Regions from separate parts of the Mus musculus genome. Here region 1 is linked to region 2. A link is a contact called in public Hi-C data. All regions are on one chromosome and are shown on one strand. The core of a region is the stretch at or near the end of the contact, and the rest is flanking DNA. Distances in the headings are between cores, read along the strand shown. Region 1 has its middle 3.2 kb from the start of Gm40216. Region 2 overlaps Dab1 (disabled 1).

Evidence for each region. A called contact is a pair of places that touch in the nucleus more often than the background predicts.
Region 1: a Hi-C map of cortical neurons shows a contact between it and region 2. The contact joins two enhancer-like sites. A contact is called at or near these places in 1 of 39 promoter capture datasets (hippocampal neurons) and 1 of 484 Hi-C or Micro-C datasets (cortical neurons).

What each region holds. Positions count from the first base shown.
Region 1 is chr4:104,890,568-104,896,038 of GRCm38.p6, reverse strand. It overlaps a transcript of Fyb2 not described here. Among named protein-coding and RNA genes, the nearest start is that of Gm40216, 3.2 kb to the right of the region's middle. Within about 2 kb of position 2,243, at least 11 of the 459 cell types and tissues checked have an H3K27ac peak or open chromatin away from gene starts, as enhancers often do. A contact at or near this core is called in cortical neurons, where this site is marked.
Region 2 is chr4:104,041,365-104,046,092 of GRCm38.p6, reverse strand. The region is part of intron 2 of Dab1 (disabled 1); the gene reads right to left. Among named protein-coding and RNA genes, the nearest start is that of Gm36661, 17 kb to the right of the region's middle. Within about 2 kb of position 2,437, at least 11 of the 459 cell types and tissues checked have an H3K27ac peak or open chromatin away from gene starts, as enhancers often do. A contact at or near this core is called in cortical neurons, where this site is marked.

The DNA.
Region 1 (5,471 bases), core at 994-3,493, 850 kb before region 2:
CTCTTCATTGCACCCCCAGAGGTGGAAGATAGTAAGTCTCTATTGCTAAAACCACCATGCATTTCAGACCTAGTGCTGAAAGAGTCTTGAGCTGAGTTAGTCCTCCCTGAGGACTAACTTTCCTGGCACCGGAAGCTGCCATGCAAGCTTCTAAGGATGGAGTAAACCAACAGTCTTACCCAGCTATGACATTTATGAACCACAGCAACCACCACCATGGTTTGCTGTCTCTAAGAGTGTGGTAGTGGTAATGCGTAACTAGGTGGTCACCAGGAACACTCTAATTGGACTTAAGATGTATTCAACAAGAAGGAAATTGTGTACAGTACTAAAAACCTAACCAACTACCCAGGGCTAGTGAAGTCATGGATCTTGGAGGAAAGCCTTTAACTGCTATTTTACTAAACTAGCATAATTCTTAACTACGTTATAATGTTGGTCCTTCTATTCACAGATGAGTGTAGCTTTCATCTCTCATCAAGGAAACTTCTCTTTCAATAAATAGAGAACATTACAGAAAACCACAACCAATCAAAGCATACTGTTGTGGGACCTAGTCCCAATGAATACATCTATGACATAACTCCCACACCCAAGGCTCAGAGATCACTGAGGAAGAGGGAACCAAAAGACTAGAAGAGCCAGGGGGATAGGGAGTTTGCTGTGATATTGTGTCTTCCAGGAATATCAGAAACCACAGCCACGAAGTCTCAGCAACACAGTTGCCTAAGCACGAGCTGAGAAAGGACAACAGTAGGCATGGCAAAGTGGACAGGAGGAAGAGAGAGGCCTCAGCCTGAAAGGAAGAACCAGAGGCAACTAAGCAGTGCTGAGAGAGGAAGAAACTGTCTTCCCCAGGGAAGAACACATGGATTGGTCATGCAATTCCAAATGGCCAGCCCTGAAAACATATATACAAGAAGCATTTACAGACTGCATTTATGCATTTATGTATATGTATATGTACATTCATATAAATATATAAACGTGTATATGTATGTATATTTGTGTCTGCTTGTAGAAGATGATAATTAATAAAAAAAAGATACTGTGAATTTGAAAGAGAGCAAGGAAGGGTATAGGGGAGGGTTTGGAGGGACGAAGATGTGGAGAGAATGATATCAATTGTAACATAATCTCAAAAAATGAAAAGAAATACTTTTCAAACAAGAGATGACTCCACTTTGCTCCTGTGATATCTTGGAATATTCCGTTGGCATTTGTGTGAACACAGAGACAGTGGGAGCCGTCACCAGGTGCTTGAGGGTTAGGCCAGGAAGTGCCGCAGCTAGCTTTTCAGCCCACTGTCTGGAACTGCTACTTGGGTCTCTAGTTACCTGCAAGGAAGGCAGGGCATCACAGTCTCTCCAGAGAAAGGCAGTGTGTGTATCTGCTATTGCAGTGGAGGGCGTCCCAGGATCCTGCCTCTGACCCACGGTTCTGAGACTCCCGTCCATCTCTCCACTGCACTCTCTCCGCGCACACAGTCACGAGTCATCCCTTCAATATCTTGTCCCTGTGATTCTCTGACAGCCAGCTTGCATTTCACTCCTCCGTATTTTCTAAAGCAAAGAAGAAACTCCCAGCTTTCCTGACATTTGATAGAACCAGGAAAGCTCTTACTACCTCCGAGACGTTCAGCCTGATAATGTATATGAGGAATAGATCATTTACTTACGCTCAAAGCAGATAGACTTTCTAAGGAGAAGTACTCTGTAATGCAGACATGGCTGGGAAGAATAAATCAAATCTTTCTGTGTACTTAGGGGAAAAGGAATTATTCAAATGTAGCCTACAGCTTCAGGTCCATTTATGGAGCCTGCAATCCTAAATAGTGACCACCAGGGGGAGCGCTAGGCCCATCTCTACACGGGTTCTATTTTTAGAGGCTGATACTTGCCTCAAGGAAGAAACCAAAGAAATAAGACTATAATACTTTTTTTTTTTTTTAAATCGGACCAACTTATAAATTATTTGTGAGTCCAATAAAAGGCAATTATCAACATTTCCTACTATTTCAAGAGTAATATATTCTATGTTAGAAAAAGATTCAATTTATTCCTTGGCTATGATTCAGATGACAGAAAATTGGAGGCAACCGAACCAAAAGACTGTTCTCCTGTGTAAATGTGTCTTTAAAACCCAAATCAGATGCTTAGGAGAGTGCTTGCTATAACGTAAGGCACCATTGTCTTCAAAGTTCCCCTGTCCTCTCTCCAGTCACTTGGACAAGCTGTGCCCTTGCTAGGTAGAGGTAATGATGTAACAGGGCGCCGTGGACAAAACACCGTCTGTGGCATTTTCTGGACACAGGGTGCAAGCAGCCTCTGAGGAACAGAGAGATTTGAAGCATGAAGCCTGGGGGAAGGGTGGATTGCAGACATGTAACAGACTCCCAGGACCCTAGGGGTCAAGTTAGGGGCCCAGAATCAAGGACAAGAGGACAGTTCTACAAGGAAATCCCCGGCATAAGGTCTGCTGCAAAGCCATGCAGTAAGGGAAGCACTGCAAAAAGAATTGGAACCTTGCCTTTCTGCGGCAATGAAACTGAGATTTTGGGCAAATGATCTTCAGGCTGCTCATAGCAGCTCTCTCACAGATTGGGCATAAATATGAGATGAGCTAAGTGGTGTGTGTGTGTGTGTGTATCTGTGTGTGTGTGTATATCTGTGTGTGTGTGTATCTGTGTCTGTGTGTGTGTGTGTGTCTCTCTGTGTGTGTGTGTATCTGTGTCTGTGTGTGTCTGTGTGTATCCGTGTCTGTGTGTATCTGTGTGTGTGTGTTTGTGTATATCTGTGTGTGTCTGTGTGTGTGTGTGTCTGTGTGTGTATCTGTGTCTGTGTGTATCCGTGTCTGTGTATGTTTTTGTGTGGCCATCACAGGTAGTCAACAAATACCCACTGTCTTCCTGGAAAAGGACTTGCATTTTCCTAAATACAGTTACAAATACGTTGGACCTCTGTATTTTCACAGATTCTGAGTCTGTGGTTTAGGCACTCAGACTTTGCTTTGAAGTCCTAAATGGGTGGGTGACGGTGGACCCATCTGGGCATGAGGCTCAACTCCTAAATCCCTTGGCTCTAAAGGAGGCCTGCTGTTAGAGGTGTTAGAATTTAGATGAATGGTGAAGAAAGGTCAAGACAGTGGGAACGAGAGCCTACAGCGATCTCTCACCCAGCCGCATGGACTAGCAGGAGGTACTTCCCTTGGCCTTGTGGGAAGCAGACCACATGGACCGAGGAAGATGAGCCGCTAGACCAACCTCAATGTCTGTCCACCTCGAATCCTTATATTGGGCCTAATCCTCAGTGTGCTTGTGTTTGGAAGGAGACCTTTGATAAGGTCAGAGCCATCCTGGATCCAACTGATGTCCACCTCCTGTCCCCCATGACAACAGCAAGAAGCCAGCTGGCTGTGACGTAGAAAGTGATTTCTGCTCAGACCCATGCCTACCTGTGCCTTGATTGCTTGGTCTCTAGAATGGTGGGGAAGAAAGGTTTTCTTCGGTAAGTCGTCTAGTCTGTGGCATTCTGTCACAGAGGCCCAGATAGACTAAACAAGCTAGAATCAAAGGAACTTGGAGGTAAGAAGCGCTAGGCGTGGTTGGCAGACATGTTGCAAATGTCCAGAGGTCAAGGGTGTCAAGGCAGCGGTCCAGAATGAAGGAAAGGGGGCTAGGTGGACAGGAAGGCCATCACGCAAGGTTTGCTATGAGGTTCCACACAGGAGCAGCACATGTTTTACTGAGTAGGCAGGAGCAGCACACATGTCACAGAGTGGGCTGACCGCACCACTCTTCTGGCTCTTAGTTGTCCATGTGATTGCTATGTGACCATGTTCCATCCTCTGACATCATATTCACCTCAGCAGCTTGTTCTCAACTTCCTCCCCCGCCTTCCTGCCTTCCTTAGGCCTTCTCTGTGCTCCGGAAGGCTGAGCTACAGGGAACCGTGGCCAGGGTGGTGCTGGCACGTTCTAGTTGTGAAGTTCTAGTGTGAGGTCCCAAGGTGAGGCAAGATGGTCACAGCATCTCTCCTGCCTCCCCCTATTGTGCTGCGGGTCATAGGCAGTCCCCGTGTCTTTGCCTTCTTGTACTTCCTCATGCCTTGGCTTTGGGCTGTGCCAGGAACTCCTCCTGTGGGAACGGCGCCAGTTCTTCCTGGCCTGGACCTCATCTCACTGGTTTGTCTCACCCTGTCCACACCTGCCTAGGACGCTCTGTTCCTTGTATTTTTAAAGAATTTTTTTTATTAGATATTTTCTTTATTTACATTTCAAATGTTATCCCTTTCCTAGTTTCCCCTCTGAAAACCCCCTATCTGTCCCCCCTGCCCCCAACTCATCAACCCACCCACTCCTGCTTCCTGGCCCTGGCAGTCCCCTATACTGGGGCATAGAACCTTCACAGGATCAAGGGCCTCTGGGGGGCTCTGTTCTTAACCATTCTCCTTTTGAACTCTGTGATGAATTATCTTCCACCAAGACCCAACTTTTCTATTACTTCTTTGTACATGTTTATTTATTGTCTTGTTTGAAAAGGAGATTATAGGTTATTAACATTGTGTTAAATGTGAAACCTTGTAAGTTAGGAACAATAAGCAGGAAAGGCACACACTGGAGGTAAAGGTGAAGCTGAGACAGTTGCCTGGTACCAAAACCTCTCCCACTGATCACCAGCAAGACATAAACAGGTTCCCTCGCTTTCGCAATGCTTTGATAAAACACAGCATCGATTCAGTTTAGAGTCTGTAAGATACAACTAGCCCAATTACCTCGCGCACATTCACCTGTACGGAGCCTGGAGCTTTGGCAGAGTTCTCTTTGTTATAATGAAGGGTCTTATGTAGGATAACACCAGGAAGAAGAGGCACACTGGAGGGGGTGACGGTGCAGATGCTCTTGGCATAAGGGACAGAAGGTGCTCCTGGGAATCCTAGAATAGTATCACGTGTAGCCAGACCTCCATCCATCCAGGCAGCTGCACGCAGGGACTGCAGAGGTACCGGCTTCGAGGCTTGCCGGATCTGTGAGATGCTTGCCGGATCTGCACCCAGCATGGTTGGCGTAACCCACCAGAAGCTTATTACTGGCATTTCTCTGCTTCTCTTTCTGCCAGCGATTAGCTTCCTCTGACGCCTCTGGTCCTTCTCAGAGCTCCAGTCACGCAGCTTTCCACTCTGTCCTGATTCTGTTTGCAGACAGCACCAGATTTTTGAGGGTCTCCATTCTACCTAATAGCCATTTTCTGAACAGCCAGCCCCCCTTCTGCAGCTGATAACTGGGCTCTCCTTGGGTCCTCGGGGTATAGATATGACTAGCTGCCCATCTTTGGGTAGGACTGGCCCATGATGATGATAATATTATTACATGACAATAGCCTTTGGTAAGGTTGCCTAGCCTCTTCCAGGACAGAAGTATGACCTGCTACTCGTGATTGCTTAGGGACAGTACAGAGTTACCTCTGGTAAAGG
Region 2 (4,728 bases), core at 1,188-3,687:
TTTCATAGTTTGAAAAGTAGGAAAATAAAAAAATACCATATTCCCAACACCACCCACTTTAAAACTTTCTTCTTTGTTTCTCTCCAATTTTTTGTTCTATGCATATTTTATCTACTTGGAATCACACAGTGTATACACTTTTGTTACCGTAGTTATTTTTTAAAATTCTCCTTATAATCCCACATTATTATGTTGCTTTTATTGCTGAATAATTTCCCATCTTATATTCATAAACATTTCCCCTGGTTACAAACTGCTGGAATGAAAAAAAAAAGTTCTTTATTTAGGCAACTCCAATTTAAACCACTTAACGAATCTAGCATTATGTGCAGTGAAATGCGATGTCAGAGAAAAGGTTTCTGAAGCCTCCTCTTCATCCAGAATGAGACAGGCATACCAATAATGATTATATAGAAACACATTTGGTACTCAGAACTCTGCTAAGGCTTTCTATACTTGATTTCTTGACCCATAATAAAAATCCTACAAAATGGGATCATTCCCCTTTAATAGATGGAGAAACTGAGACCCATGGGAAAAAGCCATTTAAGTAAATCACACCATTCACTAAATAGCTGAGAAGAGACTTAAGCATAGCCTTTTATTTTAACATCATTCCAAGGGTTTTTAAATTTTGTCTGGTGCTGAGGACCAACAGAGGAACCTTTGCTAGCATGCTAGGTATGTTCTCTGTTAAGTCAGCTACTCTCTAGCTGGATCGGAAAACTTGAACCCAAGGTGACATGGACTAGCTCACCATGAAGAGTCAACATAGTCAGTTACAAAGATGGAGAAAGCAAAGGGAAAAGCAGACAGAGTGGTTTGGTGATGGTGTAGCTGCAGAAATCACGTATATTAATTAGATTAATAGATTAGTTGTTAATAATTGCTTAATTATAATTAGTATAATATACATCAATTAATAAGTACTTATTATTGATAAAGTTAATAGATAATTTTGTCTCTTCAAGTCAGAAAGATACCTGAGTGGATGGGCAGAAATCTGAAGTACCAATATGATAAGGAAAGTTATTGTTTTATGTTTTTAAGGATTATACCTTAGTAAGGCATAGTTTGGGTTCAAAGGTCTTCAGAGCACAATTGTTCCTTATTAAGTCTGTAGTGATTTCAATGAAGTGTCCCCCATAGCCTCAAGTATCTGAACAGTAGGGCCCCGTTGGTTTGGGGTTGAGAGTACAGACCACTGAGGAGGTGGAGTCTTGTTGCAGGAGTCTGGAGAGTTTCCAGCCTCGCCCACTTTAAATTGTCCTCTAGGCTGCCTGCCACAAAATGTGATCTTTCAGCTTTCTGCTATAGCTGCCCTGCTTCTCCCACCATCTCTCCCTCAGAGACATGAGCAAAAATGTACTCTTTGTTCTTTAAGTGGTATTTCCTCATAGCAATGAAAAGTAAGTAACATTGCTGCTGCGGAGATTCTTAGAAGGGTTAGGTAAACAATAGGTTCAAAAAGGCAAGTACTTAACTTTCAGTGTTCGAGAAATTTGAAAACTGTTAAGTTACTGATTCTATGGGCCCCAGAAGGATTGTAATGGAATCTGTCTTATAGATGAGGTAGCAATCTGCAGCACTAATTCACAACTAATATGATGTAGAATGTCACTGCTTTGTTTTGTTAATTAACTGCCTAGTCAAATCCTACTAGGATAATTCTTCATGCACTTCAGGTCCTCTTTTTCTGTTCATCTAGAAAACAGGTGAAAGGCAGAGGATGGATCTTAACTCCAGAGAATCCGAGCCAGGGAAAGCCCCCAATCCATCCTTCACATTGCTCCATATTTTAAGATGAAGCACATGGGAACAGGGGTTAGGTGACCAGGACAAAGACACAGCCTAGCTAGCGATACAGCGCACAATGGAGCTTGAAGCTCACATGCAGGGCTCGCATCTTACTCCACTCTTCCCATAAGGTCTCCCCAAGCTCCGCTCCTTTTCTTTACTAACCAGGATGCCTACAATTTTGCAAACACCTTCCAAAAAGATTGGAATTCAACTGGGTAATTTCCTAGCAGTTGTGTTATTGTGTGTGCCAATATTCAACACGTTCAATCACCATGCACAGCTTCCTGAACCTCCTCTCTGGCTCAATATTAATAAGTACATAAAGATTTTGGTTTGCTTTTTTAGAGGGGGATGAGTGAAAAACAAAAGGTTTTTATCCTACAAGCTTTACCTATTCCCCAGAAGGTCATTGTTTTGAAGTTATACACATTGAATGCCTAATGTTGTACTGTTACTCAAAATTGGCTGCTACTGCCTTCTTAATGACAGTGGTAATTGGGTGTATGTAACTAGAAGTCATTACAATAAATAGATTGATTTTAGTTCCAGGCCTGAACATCACTGTCTGCAGTCAGGCTTATAAACAGTGTGGGGATGGAGGGATGGGGGAGTGGGGGTAGGGAATATTCTGGATCGCTGAAGCAAATCATTCAACATGAATGGTTGAGAACAGCCAGTTCCCTTGCTGTAAGCTGGTCTGGGCATCATCTCAATATTGTGACAGCCCCTTCTAGGACTTGAGTTTCTTTTAAGAGCTCTTATGTAACTTCACCGTTCAGCAAGTATTTTTTTTTTTTAAATAGTTGATATGGACACATGTCAAATACTGTGCCAATACAGATACTATCCAAAGCTGATATTAATTGGGGCTTTTTGGGTGCCAAGCTTAAGCACTGTGTTTTGAAGGCTTTGTGATTTTATTTATTTATTTATGTATTTATTTATTGCCTAAATTTATTTGCATGTATCTGTTTGTGTTTATGTCCTTGGAGGACAAAGATTGATGTTGGGTGCCTTTCTCAATTGCTCTCTTCCTTATTTTTGGAGACAATGTCCCTTATAGAGCCTGAGCTTACCTACTGAGGTAAGCTGGCAGGACAGTGAATTCTAGTGATCACATTGATCTTTGATGCCCCAGGGCTGGGATCAGAGATGTATTACCACACCTGGCTTTTCACATAGGTGTAGTAGGGGGTTCAAACTCATATCATGCCAATCAGATGAGAATTTTACCAGGTGAGACATCATGCCAGTACTCCCAATCCTTTTTTCACTTTATATATATATCATATAGCCAGGGCTATATCTATATACCTATAGTACTCATATAGACAGGGTCTCTCTCTCTCTCTCTCTCTCTCTCTCTCTCTATCTATCTATCTATCTATATATATGTTTTGAGACAGGGTGTCACTGTTTACAGTAGATAGTTTTGACACAGGGTCACACTGTATAGCTTTGGCTATATGAGTACTGTAGATTAAATATATATGTGTGTGTATATAATAAAACATATGTATTATATATATATATATATATATATATATATATATATATATATATATATATATATATATATATAATATTATAGGTCTACCTAACTGCCTCCCAAGTGTTGGGACAAAGAGTATGTGCAAACCTATCTAGGTAGCCTTCTTATACTTTTTATTTTGAAACAGGTTCTGCCAAAATTGCTTAGCCTGGCCTTAATCTTAGTCTATAGCTCAAGCTGACCTTGAACATGTGGTCCTCATGCTTTAGCGTATGAGATTACTGGCCTATGCCACAAGGCCTAGCTTAAAAGCTTTATTTTAAATTTGTCCTCAATAACATTTCATAAGTGCTTTCATCATCTCTAAGCATAGAGGTGGAAGCTTATCAAAATTACTTTCTCCAGGGTCAAAAATTAGGTTTCTCAAGGCCATATGGCTAATAAATCACAAAAATCTAACCTGGTTTAAGTTTTCTCTATGTGCTTGCCATTGTTTAACATGGATCACCAAGTCCTCATACTATGAGGCAGGTATCATTACAGCCATACAGATGAGGAGATGGAAGATGAACCTGAACCTGCAATGATGTCAGTGCTGGGGTGCCGGGTGGGAAGCGCCTTCAGCCCAGAATCCCACACTGCTGTGTACCCTTTCCCTCACTGTGGTGTTGTGAGCCTGTGGCAACAAATCCGCTATCCGAACAGTGGGAAGTGACTGGATGCACAGGAAGGAGGTACAGACAAAATATCATTACCATCTCCTCAGCAAGCCCTTCTATATACTTACGTAAGAAATTCTCAAAAACAATAAAAAAAAATCACAAAACATGGACAGATTGCGATAACTAAACTATAACTTTGTTCGCTACTATCATTAAAAAAAAATTATGGTAGGATTTATAGAAGGTCCAGATAATAGAAAAATAAACTATAGTAGCAGGTTGAAAAAAATCAATATTATTTGCATGTGAATTACCTCTGATTGATCCCTAGTTTCAATATAATCCTAATCAACATCCTAATCAACATTTTAAAATTGACCAGCAATATATGATTCATGTGAACACCTAAAGGATGAATATTGCTAAAAATAATTCTTAAAAAATAAAATTAGAGAACTTAGTTTATCTAATTTTAGGAATTGCTATAAAACAATAGTTATCGGGATAATGGGTACTGCTGTGCAGAGAACATGCATCAATAGAACACAGGACAACAGTCCAGCAGATCTGACTATAGACAGTTGATCGATTTTTCTTGCAAGATGTAATGCTAATACAAGTGATTACAAAACAATTAGATACCCACATGGAAAAGGAAAAAAAAGCAGAGCTATAACATTATGCCATATTAATTCAAAATGAAACATAGGCCTAAATAAAAATCTAAAACTATAAAACTAAAAAAAAAAGTACCAGTACTCTTGGGCCAGAGAA